Linked DNA regions of Hordeum vulgare: region 1 is linked to region 2. A link is a contact called in public Hi-C data. All regions are on one chromosome and are shown on one strand. Each heading gives the region's core, a stretch centred on a gene start, on an enhancer-like site or on the middle of the called end of the contact. The rest is flanking DNA. Distances are from core to core; before and after follow the strand shown.

Region 1 (2,700 bases), core at 175-2,674, 210 kb before region 2:
CCATAATTAGAGATTTAGAATACATCGAGCTCTTGGAAGCTTTTCATGAGTACTGTCCCTAAATTGCATAAAGCCTTTGGAAGTTTTGTAAAAGTATGATACAAAAGAACCACACAGTTGGTGTGAGTACTTTAAGTGCATTGCCTAATCACATAATAAACACCGGAACATAACTGCACATGAGGCAGACATGCCGGCTGGAAAATAAATATGACAAGGAGACAGCCAAACGCACACACCGCCAAGGAAGCAACTGAGAAAGATACGTTAGCCAACAACCAACCACAACTAGCACGACAACTGTAAAGGAATAATCTGTGAAGAACATAATGAAGTACCAAGGAAGTGAAGCGAGGGGATTTTGATCATGTTGGCGTACGCCTTATCAGCTATCGCAGGCGAGCGGAACTTGGCGCCGCCTATGATTATGAGGTATTTGATCTTAGGAACTCTAGTCAAGGCCAATCCCTGCCAACAAAACACAGAACAATGAGCGAAATAAAGTTGCAGCTCTAGCAGCAATTCAGCATGTCTTAGGAACAACTAGTACTGAGAGTCTGAAAGAGTCGAACTGGAGTTGATGTGGTAAGGTTATCAGAATGACAGAATCCATCAGCTTACTTGTTCTTGGAGGCCCGGGAGTGCGCCAGATAGAATCGAACCCTGGTATTGCCATGACAATTTGCAATCGTTAATTGACAATTTGGTCACCACATATATGTTTAGGGAGGAAGTGATCCCAGTCTTATTACCTGGGAGAAACCCATCAGCCCATCAAAGGGCCCTTCTTTGATCATGAGCTCCTCGATGTAAGCCAGGCATTTGTCGAAATTCCTGTACTCTGTGAATCCCTGTTTTTTTGAAAGAAAAGAAATAGTCCCATGAATATAACGAGAGAGGGGAGGGATAAATTCAGATCCGCAGGGCCGACATTCTGAGGAGTTATACAAAAGCTACTAACAAAAGGTGGCACTACAGGCTCCACCGAACCTGGACGTGGGAGAGAGATTGGGAAGAACAGATAGATGTGGCAATGGGAACATGGGAGGGGAGGGGAGGGGAGGGGGGGGGGGGGGGGGGGGGGGCAGGTGGAGGACCTTGTCGAACTGGAACCACTCGTAGTAGGGCGGGTCGAAGATGCCGTCGACGTCGGACTTGCCCTCGGCGGGGAAGGGCGCGTCGGCGAAGACGAGGTCGAGGCGCGCCGTGACCTCGGCGGGCCACTTCCCCACCACCTGCTTCCGCATGATCTCGCCGCTGGTCCGGAACCCGTGCAGGCACAGGAACCGCGGCCGCCTGGCCACCACCCCGCCGGCGAGGCTGCCCATCGTCCGGCGGCTGGACCGTCGGCCTGCGCTCACGCGTCGGCTGGTGTTCCTTGTTGGTTGGAGGCCGGCGCTCGGGGAACGGGGGAAGGGAAGGCGCTGGTGGCCGTCCGTCCCGTGGCCGACGGTTTTTATTCTGTTCGCGTGGACTGGACCGCGTGGACGCTGGAGGTGGGGCCCGCTGCGCTTTGCGTTGCCGCCGGTGGCGTCGTGTGGTGGGGTTGGCGGGGCGAGTGGCGCGCGCGCGCCGCACGTCGTGCGGACGCGGGGTGAGCCGGGAGCCGTGAGCCGTGAGGCGGGTGTCTACGTCGACGGTGACGTGTCTGAGCGTGGGGGGCCCGCGGCCCGGCGAGTGGTTTGTGTCGCACGTGGACAGGAGGGCAGGGGGTCCACGCCAAGAGAAACGCATGGATTCCGCGTGATTCCAGAAGCTTAGCCTCGAGAATTTAAAATCCTGATGCAACGGGATCACGTGGATTATTGCAGGCACCACAAGTAGCGGAGGGGGCTCGTTCAACCTGTGTACATATGCAGCGGATGAATGGTACGCGCTGACAAAAAGGAAAACGGTTCCTTTCTTTATATCTAAATAGTTATAGTTAAAAAAATAAAAAATATATTTTTTCAACTACAATTATTGATGTAGAGATGAAGTATTTCTTAAGGAACGTGATCGAATGTTTTATTCTATGTGTGCTGTCGGACCTTTTTAGAGGATGTCGAGGGCTACCCTTTCCCTCTCATTGCCGTGTACTGAAAGAATCCCTTGGCAGCAGGAGCGTTATCGTCGCGTCCCTTTTTGGAGGTGTTGATTGGTACCGGCGCTTCGGAGTCTAGGAGCTTGGAGGGAGATCTCCGGTGGACGCAGCGATCGCGAGACTTCCTCGTTTTGTTGGTCGCTATTGTCGGTATTTGTTACTTTTGTATTTTCTCTTTCCTTTCTTTTAAACAAGACTATGCTCCTTTCACCCCAACACCTATCGTTGGTTGTATCGGTGTTGGTTGCTTTATAATACAAAACGGAGAACCAATTTTGACAAACATTATACTTACAATAGATAAGCTTCTTAGGAATTAAGACCTAAGGAAGACCCAAAGTTTTCCCTCGAAGTGGATCACACTGTAAGGAGCCGACATTATGTTAAAACATTAGAAAAACATTCAGAATTAAAAAAATCCAAAAAATGTCCATGCTATTAAATTATTTTTGATTTATAGAAATGTTCTTAAATTTAAACTACTTCACAAATATAATAAATATATTCATGAATTCCAAAACGTGCTCATTTGTTTTATAATTGTTCACAATTTTAAAATGTTCATGGTTTTTTAAAATCACATATCAAAAATGTTTGTCACCTCAAAAATATTGATG
Region 2 (2,765 bases), core at 179-2,678:
GCGGCAAGGGCAATGGTGGCTTCTCGTCGACCTTGGGCTTCTTGACGGGTTTACCGACCTCACCTTCAAGGACCGCCTCCCCAAATACCACCACTCACACTTGAGTTACAACGCCGCACGGCCTAATCACCTACAACCTATATGACACAGGGTAACCGTTCGCAAAACATGAATGTTGCACCAACTCATCTTGAGGCCGTCGCCCGACATAACACCGCTCACTGCCACCTCCAATCTATGCTTCACAAAGCAACCATATGCAACAGTTGTACCGGCTCATCTGGGCCGCCGTCCCGACGTAAAGTCAAACCGTCCCTTCTATATATGCACGTCAACTTGATATATAATTAAAACCGACAAGGCTTAAGATTTGTACAGCACTAGCACGGTAGTAGACTCTCTCCCCAAAAAGAGAGGAAAACCCCGTACAAGACGGGCAAACGATATTTACATGCTAGATCGACACCAATGTCGACGGTGCCTAGCTAGTTATTTGGCTACTTCCCCTTTTGATTCTATGATCCTGGCTAGCAGCTAATCACCTCTGCCAGGAGCTTGTACCTCCTCACCTTGACCCTACCCGGCCGCGCCAGCTTCCCGGCCTGCATCGGCTTCTTGTCGCCGCTGTTCCCCTTCGCTCCCGCGCCTGGCGACGGCGGCAGCGGCGGCCTCTCGTCGACCTTGGGCTTCTTGACCGGCTTACCGACCTCCGCGGGCGATCTCCTCGACCTCGTTGCAGTGGCGCATCCGGCCTCGTTGTGGTGCCGCCGCTCCTCCTCGTCGGAGGTCGACGTCTCCGTCGACGCCACCATCCTCCGCTTCTCCGCCTTCTTGCTAGCCACCGGTTGAGCGTGGGGTTGGGCGTGGGCTTCTGCGGGCTCCCTCAGGCACCAGTTGCACCTCCTGTACGCCGTGGCCCTCGGGTACAGCTCGCTGCAGTATCTACACATACACATGCATGACAAACACACGCCCAGATCAGAATCAGGTCGATCGATAGTAGGGAAAAAACTGGATCGAGCGCGCGCGCAAGGCACGTACGTACCTGTGCTGCAGGCGGACGCGGCAGAGCTTGCAGCGGAGCAGCTCGTGCGGCAGGCCGCGGTCGCCGCACATGCAGCAGACGGCGCCGGCGCCCAGCGGAGAAGGTGGCGGCTCCATGGAAGCTTATTATGATCCGCAGCGCGCGCGGCCGGTGCTAGCTTAGCTAGCTGCAGGTGGATGGGAGGGAGTGGGATGAAGTGAGACGGTCGGCCTCCGCGGTGTGCTTTATATCTACCAGTGGATATGGAGATGCTCGTAGTCGTAGCGTACGAGCCTAGGCATTAACGCGCTCACATCTTCTCTCTGGGTGTGGCGTTTATGGTTGCAGGGGCAGCTTTCGTGAGGTACGGCCGGGGTAGGGTAGGGTAGGAGAGGGAGGGAGAAGAGGTGGCCTCCTTCCTATTTATATAGGCCCAAGAAAGAGAGGGAGGGAGGGAGGGAGGGAGGGAGCGATGAATGTGAATGGCTACCGTGGACTGAGGACAAGACTTGCAGTTAAGCTTTGGTTTATTTTCGTTTTTCTGATGAGGGGAGGGGGCCCATGCGCCCGTCATCTTATATCTGTCCTGCCGTGTGATCCCGATGGCGGCCACCTCGGCTGGTTGGACACAACCAGCGACATTGACGATTCGGTGCTAGGGACAAGGACGGCTCATTGGTCTCGTCCATTGCACTGCATCATCATGCCGGATCAACATCTCCGGCCGCAGCAGCGAGAAAATAAAAAAACCCAGAGCACCTTAATCAGTTGGGAGCACTATACGTGGAAGCAGCGATCCATCGGTGCGGAATTTCTCGGCTTGCATTTCGATCAGATAGGATGACACGATGGATGCAGGATATTTTGTTCCCCGAATAAAATCCGCCCGCCCGCCAGCCGGAATATAAAACCCCTGCCTACCTAGGTACCGATACCGATTCTTTCTGGGACGAGTGCGCATAAAAACAAAGCTGGCACGCACGATCAGCTTCTTCGATCAGCTTCTTCCTCTAAAACTTTTAGAGAGAGAAGAAGCACCGCTCCGATTACCATTAGTAGAAATCGGTGTGAGGTTCAGCACATCGCTTTTTGGGCACCGAGGCAGAATTGCAGGATAACCATCTTCATCCATCCATCCACTCAATCTTCTGTGCTACCGTATAAATAAAACGCATAGGAATAAAAATCCGTGAAAGAGGCAAAGCGAAAGCAACTGACGGGGCTCGAAAACGTATGGAATCCGTCCGTGTCCTCAACGATTCCCTGCGCTAAACAAGTTTGAGTTTCCTGCATGCGCGTGCTCCTCTGATGTGCCGTACAAGAAATGACAAAAAATATAAAGGGGAGACTGACTTGAAGACCTGGACTTGGTTACTCTTACTCGTTCGGGTCTTCCTTGGGCATTAAGGGACGGGACGTTAGACATCGATGGCTATCTTTGTTAGTACCACCACCCACGTCGGCGTCGTCTTATCGTTGTCGATCGAGACAGGCGGTGTGAACTGGTTCATGGCTTGATGACTTAATCTGATTCTGATCCCGCGTCGGGAGGTGAGTGAGCTCATGATATGGATCTAGTCTAGTGCAACCACGCCTGGTCCAAGTCTACTTACGGAGGGATCCCTTTTGAAAGCGTGTAGGAGGCACGATCCCAAATAAGATTAGAGGACTGTGATTGTATGGGAACATTTCGAATTTGGAGATTCATATGAACACCACTCATCTCCACATGCAGATGCAT

What was found. A called contact is a pair of places that touch in the nucleus more often than the background predicts.
Region 1: a contact with region 2 is called in a Hi-C map of leaf, with 6 times the contacts expected there. The contact joins the promoter of LOC123426864 here to the promoter of LOC123430348 in region 2. A contact is called at or near these places in 3 of 6 Hi-C or Micro-C datasets (leaf and seedling) and 1 of 1 datasets of contacts at active chromatin or transcription factors (embryo).

What each region holds. Positions count from the first base shown.
Region 1 is chr2H:503,271,811-503,274,510 of MorexV3_pseudomolecules_assembly, reverse strand. It overlaps LOC123426864 (esterase AGAP003155), which reads right to left and starts at 1,424. Exons shown (of 6, transcript XM_045110761.1): 1 at 1,098-1,424; 2 at 753-851; 3 at 622-663; 4 at 339-468. The coding sequence starts at 1,328.
Region 2 is chr2H:503,064,233-503,066,997 of MorexV3_pseudomolecules_assembly, reverse strand. It overlaps LOC123430348, which reads right to left and starts at 1,428. Exons shown (of 2, transcript XM_045114215.1): 1 at 1,046-1,428; 2 at 300-942. The coding sequence starts at 1,161. The coding sequence ends at 528.